Regions from separate parts of the Zea mays genome. Here region 1 is linked to region 2. Evidence: chromatin contacts called from public Hi-C data. All regions are on one chromosome and are shown on one strand. The core of a region is the stretch at or near the end of the contact, and the rest is flanking DNA. Distances in the headings are between cores, read along the strand shown. Region 1 holds the start of LOC100127519 (ZCN8 protein). Region 2 holds the start of LOC103635837 (O-methyltransferase ZRP4-like).

What was found. Hi-C and Micro-C count contacts between places; a contact is called where the count stands out from the background.
Region 1: a contact with region 2 is called in a Hi-C map of bundle sheath, with 2.2 times the contacts expected there. The contact joins the promoter of LOC100127519 here to the promoter of LOC103635837 in region 2. A contact is called at or near these places in 4 of 25 Hi-C or Micro-C datasets (bundle sheath, ear, leaf and 1 more).

Annotation. Positions count from the first base shown.
Region 1 is chr8:126,678,714-126,683,491 of Zm-B73-REFERENCE-NAM-5.0, reverse strand. LOC100127519 (ZCN8 protein) reads left to right here and starts at 3,056. Exons shown (of 4, transcript NM_001112776.1): 1 at 3,056-3,309; 2 at 3,513-3,574; 3 at 3,660-3,700; 4 at 4,400-4,778. The coding sequence starts at 3,115. The coding sequence ends at 4,629. It overlaps LOC103635847 (a long non-coding RNA gene), which reads right to left. Exons shown (of 5, transcript XR_004852027.1): 4 at 1,731-1,768; 5 at 973-1,369.
Region 2 is chr8:126,173,763-126,178,805 of Zm-B73-REFERENCE-NAM-5.0, reverse strand. It overlaps LOC103635837 (O-methyltransferase ZRP4-like), which reads right to left and starts at 2,688. Exons shown (of 2, transcript XM_008658215.3): 1 at 1,809-2,688; 2 at 55-651. The coding sequence starts at 2,603. The coding sequence ends at 352.

The sequences.
Region 1 (4,778 bases), core at 1,807-4,306, 500 kb before region 2:
GATAAAGGGTTCTCATAGATAGGCTGCGATGTGCTGTTGTTGGACTGGCCCGACTTCTCGCTATTAGTTGGACCCTAAATTCAAGTTGGAAGATGTGTAGAATTGGTTCTTCCGTTTTTAGACCGGAAGCTCTCCCGAGCAAGGCAAGGCCTTAGTGATGGGAACAGATCGATTTCACATAAAATCTAATGTTTTTCTAAACGCAAAACGGTGAACAGTCAATTATCAACGGCTTAGCTGTTATTTAGGCTAAACAGACCACTAAGGCCTTGTTCGGTTATTCCCAATACACATGGATTGGATGGGATTGGAAAAAATTCTTAAGAAGTTTGACTTGTTTGGGATTCAAACCCATCCGATCCCACTCAATCCACATGGATTGAGAGCTAACCGAACAAGCCCTAAACGGGGCACGGGCTATATGGCTATAGCCCAATTAAATGGAAACGACATCTTACGCGTTGTTTAAACAGGCTAAACGATCGTTTTAGGCGAACAATATTTAGACTTAGATTTGACTATCACTTTTTACCATATTTTAATCCAAGTACAAATACTGATAAATATATTTTTAAATATAAACATGTATCTTATATTCGGATTTCTATTCGAGTATTTACTCGATTTAGCTCAAACTGTGTTTTGCTACAGGAAGCGCCCGTCAATAATGGCATTTGCGCCAGCAGAAGGAATCTGGACGGATTTCGTATCGACGTCATGCCACCGGCCATGTACGTAGCGCAGCACCTGCTTCCAGCCTTTCACGATCGAGTGGAGAAGAACTACGCGATGCAAACTTTCAAAAAACAAAAAAAAAAAGAACTAGGCGATCGATGTCTACGTCGGCCCGGGAAAAGAATGGGCCTTGGCAGATGCATCACGGTCACTGGATGCAACAGATAGATGCCGCTGTGGCTTTGCCCGCCAATAATGTAGAAGCATCGCACAGACCTGACAGCCACAGTCCGCGCCGCAGGAATGCTGGCAAACAACACCAGCGGATTACATTACATATACTTCCATTACGAGAGGAGGCATTGTTACTCCAGTAAAATCATATACTTTCATTACAAGTCCAGCGACACATGATCCTGACGATGGCTATCTAGACGACCAGCATGTGCAAGAAAACCTACACCAGGCTATGTACATTCCATTCCATTCGAGCAAAACAGAGAATCACAAGGGCAGGCGAATATCGTCCACTCAGTAAAGATATACAAAAGCAGTGTTCCGAGTGTTCTCGTATTGGATCGCGTGCCTTTTGCGAACATTTTTTTGTTATCTCCGGGGAAGATATGCTTCTTCTTTTCTCATGTTTAATATTGACCGAGGAGTACGGAGCGCACCGCTCCTTCGGCTTCAGCATCTGGCAAAAATAAAATAAAATAATAAATAAATCAGATATTATCCCCAGTCACTCGACCATACCCACAGAAAAGTGTCATAGGACGACTCGACAGAGAGTAAAAAGCTTCTAAGGTATATATTCACATTTACCCGCCCCCCCCATGTGACCAAGGAACATCTGGATCGTACTTTGCTAGCGAGAGGGACAGACTAGAATCCTTATCGAGTTATCATGGAATGAAGAAAAAGCTCTAGTCATCTTCCAGTGTGCGCCCAGGAAACCGTGTGTAAACCAAATCTGAATCTGTCGATACAGATAAGTCATCCTACGGATGTAGCTCACTAGGTGAACCTAATGCATCATGAGAAATAAAAATTACCATGCGGGCATGTTTGCCTCCTGCTGGACTCCATAACACTACACTACACAGAGAAATATAAATCAAGTCAGCCAGGGAACAAATGTATATATAGTAATTCCATAATATTATGCCGCAGTACATGTTCAAACAAACCCGAGAAAAAAACACACATCGAAGAAGAAGAAAAAAAAATCATATGCAACTGAAGAAATAGAAACCCACCAAAGACCAAGGATCAGATTCAGTCTGACACCAACTACCTTAGACATTTGGCGAAACTTTGCGTAGAACAAAACAAAGGGTTCAAAAATTCTAAGGGAGTTTGCTCGTAAGGTGACATCTAAAATTGCATTTAACCTGCTTCAACAAGAGTACTAGATACTCTCCCTGTCAGAAGCAAGTCTCCCCTTGTAAATGATGTTAAGACGCCATGGCTCACCGCCTTGCTACCCAGTACCCACTACCCAATCCAGCCACCCAGGCCTTCCTGGTCTAAACTCAAGTAATTCAGCTGTAATTTTTTTTCCTATTCTTACTTTGCGACATCTGCAATTTCTGAATTCAAATGAAGAAACAACACCCATGCAACAAATAGACCACAAAGAAGGCAGTAACTAGTATCGAACTAGCTCAGATTTGAAGTACTTGCACAGAACAAAAGAAAAGGCTCCAGCCATTCCTTCGGTAATAACAGAAGAGTCATGTCCCTTCCATGACGAGAACTACCTCATCAGCATCAGCTGAAGATTCCACTTATTCATGGTGTTAATGCACCCAACCTCACAATCACAGCCTTGCAAATGCGACGTGTTTCGTTATTCCTACTGTGATTTATCTGTGATCCCTAGGTTTAAATGGTATAAGTCCATAGATCTTCTGTACAGCATGTGGGTTCTCAACAAGTGGAAATACAGCTCAACGCCAGTGTATGGCGTTTACTTGGAAGAACATGCACTGAGTATGCAGCACAAATTTTCAGACTAGACTAGAAGAGGGAAATGTCGAACCTGATATGCTCTTGCAAGGAAAACAAAACGTACTAAAATGCACCTCATTGTTCACACCACTACAGCTGGTTGCACTAAAGCTGCCAGTGGTTTACATGCTTTTATTACTCCAGCAAACCCCAGCAATGTTAATAACTAAGTTGCTAAAGCATATATGCAACCTGAAACACCACAGAGATCATGATTTGGCAAAGAAGCACAATTCAGCTATCTGGGTGACGTATGACATGACAATGGTATCTCAAATGCTAGAAGTTGAATAAGACAGCCTTCCTCAACTCCAGTATAAATAGTTCATGCTCAGACTGCAGCTTCCTCAGTCCCATAGGGAGGAAGTTGAGAGTTCTAATAAGAGCAACGGCCAATACCATTAGCGAGTTATTTTTCTGCAATATATGTCAGCAACCGATCATTTGGTTATGGCTCGTGTCATACAGGATGTATTGGATCCCTTTACACCAACCATTCCACTAAGAATAACGTACAACAATAGGCTACTTCTGCCAAGTGCTGAGCTAAAGCCATCCGCGGTTGTAAGTAAACCACGAGTCGATATCGGTGGCAGTGACATGAGGGCTTTCTACACCCTGGTAAGCCAAGCAATTTACAGATAATGATACCATTTTGGAGAATTTATGCCAATTCATTTGGTATGTTACACATAAAAGTATTATGCACTTTGTAATGGATTTATCAATATTAGTTTGAACAAATTTAATAAGAACAAAATGCCTAAATCTTGCAGTATATAAACATGTATATATGCTAACTTGTTTGTCTTCGACTTGAAAAGGTACTGATTGACCCGGATGCCCCAAGTCCAAGCCATCCATCACTAAGGGAGTACTTGCACTGGTAAAAAAAGCGCAATATGTTCCACTTCCTAGATTTGGTTCTTTTTCGCTTTGCCTTATTATGATATTGGTCCACTATTGTGTAGGATGGTGACAGATATTCCAGAAACAACTAGTGTCAACTTTGGTAAGAATGCATATAGTTATCTGTCATTCCATTGTGTTTCTGCTGAATATAGTATCTGTGGAGCTTAGGTTGTAGTCTCTTCTTGCTTCTCAGACCTATTGGCTACCATTGAACTGATGCAGATAAGGATGCAATTAATACATGAAATCAGCAACCATAGGCTGAATGCTAGACCAACTTGTTAGGTGAATGCAATATGGCAGCTTACCGCTTACATGCATAGTAATATCATGAAATCCACTAACTTAGTACCATAACTAAAGAAGCAATCTGGTAGAACTCACTTTCAATCCAGCCCATTACTAGAGACTGGATTATCGATATTAAACACAAACAAGTATTTAACAGTGTAATAAACTGGTATACGTATGATTCACAGTGCCCCTGTTTGTTCTTTAATTGGTTGGTAACCTTGAGGTGTCAATTTCAGCAGAACTAAGGTTCATTTACAGTTGCCATACTAAAGTTACTCAAGTACACTTTTTAGTTTACATAGTTTTTTCATACTCGATTTTACCTGAGACTTTGAAACCGATATTGGAAACAAAGCAGCCATTAATTTTGTCAAACAAGAGGAGCTATATTTAAAGGCTTCTCTTTGTCTAAATTGAAAGAATTAAAAACAATAAATGACGACGCTTCCACATACTTCAGTGCTCCTTGAACTATTCAGTATATAATGTCAGGATGCTCTCGCAGGCCAAGAGCTAATATTTTATGAGAGGCCGGACCCAAGATCTGGCATCCACAGGCTGGTATTTGTGCTGTTCCGTCAACTTGGCAGGGGGACAGTTTTTGCACCAGAAATGCGCCACAACTTCAACTGCAGAAGCTTTGCACGGCAATATCACCTCAGCATTGCCACCGCTACATATTTCAACTGTCAAAGGGAAGGTGGATCCGGCGGAAGAAGGTTTAGGGAAGAGTAGAAACCATAGGCCACTGCATGGTCACACTATAGAAATATCATCAATAATGTGCACTATATTGAATCAATGCACCACCTCTATATGCTGAATGTTATGTATCTCAAACTATGATTGTACTGACTTGAAAGGTTGAGAGCTTAGTCTCTTAG
Region 2 (5,043 bases), core at 1,439-3,938:
CTAAGCCACTTTGTGGTATCCAAAGACGCAAGGATCTTAGTGATGATGCAGGGATTGTAGGTAACCTTGCCTTTTGAAGGCTCAAGTTGCCTTTAAGAACTAGAGATGTTCATTTGGCCATTAAATAAGGAGTATATCCTTCCTTATCAAGGGTAACCTAATCCGGAGGAGGGGGTACCGGCAGACAATGGTGGGAGATAAAAACCAAGAACAGCATCAGCATGTGCCGTGAGCAGAGAGCACTGTCCGTGTCTTCAGAATGCAGAAACAAACCAAAAAAGAAAATAGAGGATGACCCCCCCACAAAAACACACACACATGGCACCAGACGACGTTCGTTCGTTCGTTCGTTCAAGGGTACACCTCGATGATGGAGCGGACGCCGAGGACCGGCGTGACTCTGTAGTCGGTGAACCCGGCCTCGACGAAGATCCGCTTCCACTCCTGCTCGTCCCGCTCCATGCCGTTGACGACCATGATGTAGAGGTCGAACAGGGCCTGCATCTCCCTGTGCCTCGGGTCCGCCGGCCCAGCCCCGACCACCATGTCGATGATTATCACCTTCCCTCCTCCTTCCCTCGGAGGGATGGCCTTCCTGCAGTTCCTCAGTATCTTCACGCACTCCTCGTGGCCCCAGTCATGCAGAACCCACTGAAATCAAATAGCCACTGTTTACATCTGACAACTCCACTCTTTTCTGCATCAGCATGTGTTTTTTGCTTTCTATATATGCACTTGCCACTAACGCAATCACAAAAGAAAGCTACGGGTACCATTGTGAGTTGTGACAGCTTGTTTAAAAAGCAAGTGCATGGCTACTTAATTGCTCCATTTACAAGTATATGGTGCGGTACAACCACTTCAGTTTCAGACACACATTAACTGTCTGATTGGTTAGTCGTACTGTCTCGTCCTGCGTCACTGCGCGCATTGATTTTATTTAAGTCTTTGTTTGGTTGCCTGTATATTTGAAGCGTGAGCCACACGAGTGGATGTAAAATAATTTATTTTAAGACTGTTTTACTGCATCTGCTCATGAGTTAAAAACTTCAGTTTCTAACCAGTCTGGATGGCACGAGCCTGGTCTGTGACGCCCAGTCAACCAATAAAGCAGTAAGTTACTTTCTATAAGAAAATGATGTGGCGTGATGCACGTGCCCCGGGAAAGTAGTATATATCGTTATCAGCATCTTACATGAAAAAAAGGGGGCCTGGTTCGTTTGTCTCTGTCGTCATGTTATTTTCCCCCGACAGAATGTATTCAACTTTAGTGCTAATTAATTTGGGAACCTCAATTTTTCAAGTCATTTTCATTTTCCTCTTTATCAAGACAATGTTGACATCCAACAGTGAAGCGCTCTAGTTTATCAAGATTTTTTTTCATTCAGCTGTTAATAGACTAAAGCTTCGTTCCTCTGTTCTAAAATATACTTCCTCATTTTTAAAATAGTAGTCGTTTTGACTCTTGGTTTTTACGTCTATATTCAAATAGATAAAGATGAACTTAGACATATATATAAATCATATATATATATATATATATATATATATATATATATATATATATATATATATATATATATATATATATATATATATATATATATATATATATATAAAAGTGTGTTATATGAACCTAAAACGAATTTTAATTTGAGAAAATGCAATATATATATATATATATATATATGCTATGTCTAGCGAAGTCAATATGGTTTATAATTTTAAAAAATATTTTATATTACAATCTACAACAAGTACAAGGTACTGCAAACATACAGTGCAACAGGAGAGATGGCTTTAATTACCTTGAGGAACATGGCATCTGCCGGCGGTACAGACTCGAACATGTCGCCGCCGATGTAGCTCACTTGAGTGTCACTGGGAGCCTTGGCAACGACGTGGTCGAGGTCTAGCACGCTGCACTTGACGCCCGGGAACGCCAGCGAGATGGCCTGCGCGGCCGCGCCGAGACCTCCGCCGACGTCGACCAGGGAGCTTATCCCCTGGAAGACGTGCGCGCACTCCTTGCTGGCGATGTCCATGATGAAGTGGCTGTCCGAGAGCATCCCGTCGTTGAGGAGCGCGTTGAAGGCCGCGTCACCGTTGGCGTGCTCCCAGATGGTCTGGCCGTGCGCGTGCTCGAAGATGCACGGGCCGGGAAGCTCGCGCTGGAGCCATTTGCCGAGCTCGAAGAAGGGCGTGACGAGGGCCGGGTCGACGACAAAGGCGGCGAGCGGGACGTGGCTGCGGCGCGGGCCGACCAGGAGGGCGGACACTGCTGTGAGCTTGTAGACAGGCTCACTGTCACTGGCACTGCTGCTGTCGTCACCCAACGGCGATGGGTGCTGGACGCTGAACACGCCCGTGGTGGCGAGCACGCGCATGAGGCGACGCAGGTGGAGGGTCTTGGACGGGTGGAGCGTGACCCTGTCAACTATCTGCGGCAGCGTGGCGCTGCCGCCGTGGTGGTAGATGGCGTCGGCGAGGCCAAGGTCCAAGGCGGACTTGAGTGCCATGGATTTGATGTAGGCGAAGGTGCTGTGCCATAGCTCAACCTGTGCGTCGAGCAAGTCCTGGTTGGTGATGCCGGCGAGTGCCATGGTGAAGTCAAGTGGTGTGGTAGCTACTGTCGAGCTTTGCTTCTACGAGAGGTGGGAATGGAGACACAAGTAACGCGCAGCGTCATGTGTATATATACTAGTTCAAGAGATTACTATAACTCCCTGATACGTGATTTAATATAGATTTATGATAAATATAATCATAAATTATAGTAGTATATGTTATAAAAGCATGATGATGGGCGCCGACACAAATAAAGCTGATTCCATCGGTTACCGTTCAGCAACTCCAGTAGTTCTCTAAAAGACTTTCTAAATCAATAATTTAGGTAGTTAACATGAAAACTATTCTCCAACAGTTCTCTAAATGAACTTTCTAAATTTAACAACTTGTCATCTAACCTCATTTTCTCTCTACATTTGGCAACCATTTAACAACTCACTAAACAAAAATGTTGACTGCATTATATAGTTTTTGTGACTTATTTTTTATGTGGATAAATACAAAACAAAATTACAACCTATATTTAGAGAACTATTGGAGAACTCATATTTTTTTACTCCAAAAGTCATTTAGCAACTTCTTAAATCTATGATTTAGAGAGCTAAAATTTACATAACTATTGGACCACCTTCACTACTATTCTCCTCAGCTATTCGAGCCGCTTCTATAGCTAGTGCTGAGGAGAATAAAATGCTATTGAGGGGACATTGGGCACATGACCTTGGATAGTGAGGCAACCTTTGCACATTTAAGATACCCTGATCGGTGAGAATCGCGAGAGAGGGCATGTACAACCTAGATATAGATACTAGGTTACGTTTCTTCGAGCACTAGATGTATATAGAAAACTTCTTCATACAACCCAAAAAACCATCAAGATAAGGCTCATTTATGTGGGTTGTATGGGTGGAACTGTATCCATACTTAAAGAACCATGCTAGAGACGTTACTTCACCAAGATACGTCTTCTGTGTTTTTTTTTCATTTACTCTCTTGATACCCCTTAAGATACACTTTAGGTGGGTTGTATATGCCCTAAGGCTATAACTAGCAGATTGTGCATATAAACGTACAAAACACACTATATGATACAACTCTGAGCACCTAAATCATAATACAGTCAAAACACAATATGTATATAGAGTCGTATAGAGACGGACTCTTCGCAAAGAGTTTGTCTCTTGATTTTTTTTTACTTAGCTCCCTAAAGACTCCTCAAAAGACACCTCATTTAGGTGGGTTGTACATATATCCTAAGGCTATAACGAGTGGATTATGCGTATAAATGTACAAAAACACTTTTTTACACCATAAACTACAGTATTTACATAGTAGAATTTGAAACAGAAGATGAGACAAGATGAGTAAGTCTACTAAAGATACCCTAAGATCCAAGTCACAAATCTCACGCTTTGGTTATTCTGCTTTTTTTAGATTCAAGATGTTGGGCATGCACTTTTAGATTCGATTTGGGTCTATATTATGCTTGAGGACCTTGAAACTTTGAACGAAACCAAGTTACTTCCAAAAGATTGCCACCTCATAGGAGGACATGTTTTAAAAAAAATAAAAGTGGAAGATAAGATCGTAGTGTAAAACAAAGCTAGATTAGTAGCCCAACATTTTTACTGAAAGAGTGGATGGATTATAATGAGACCTTGGACCCTGTAGTCCATTTAGAAGCTATTAGAATTATTTTAGCATTTGCGGTATCAAAAGGCTTCAAACTTTTTTACAAATGGATGTTAAGAATGTTTTCTTGAATGACTACATATAAAAGAAAGTGTACGTGAGGCAACATCTGGTTTTGAAAATTCCAAATTTTCAAGTCATATTTTCAAACTCCAAAAATCTTTTATAGTTTAAAATAGGGCCCTTGAGTTTGGTATGCCTATTTGAAACAATTCTTCGTGCAAATGGTTTCAAAAGGGGTTGGGTAACAAAACATTATTAATCATCAAGCATGTAAACGATACTCTATTGGTCCAAATTGTGTCTTGGATTCTTGCATGTTGTTGTATATCCTAATGAATCTTGTATTGTATTTCTTGAGGTGCTCCTCATCTTGATCATCATTTTAGCTTTGTACAAGCCTATTGTCGGGTACCGTAATTAGGGGTACCCCCAATACTCCTTAACATTGCTGGAAAACATCTTTAGAATAAACCGTAAAGACTGATAAGCACGGTTCGAGTCAAGGCCTCGTCAGCCAAGGGACGCGACCTCGTCTCGCCCGAGCCCGGCCTCGGGCAAGAACAGTAGTCCTGGACGGATTCACGCCTCGCCCGAGGACCTCCTCAGGTAGTAGACGCACCCCCGGCTCGCCCGAGGCCAAGCTCGAGCAAACTTTGTCGTACAACAACCTCGGCCAAATCGCCTTACTAACCGACCGTATCGCATGCGCATTTAATGCGGGAATCGCCTAACACCTTATCCTGACATGCGCACCTCAGTCGGCAAGGTCGAAATGACCGC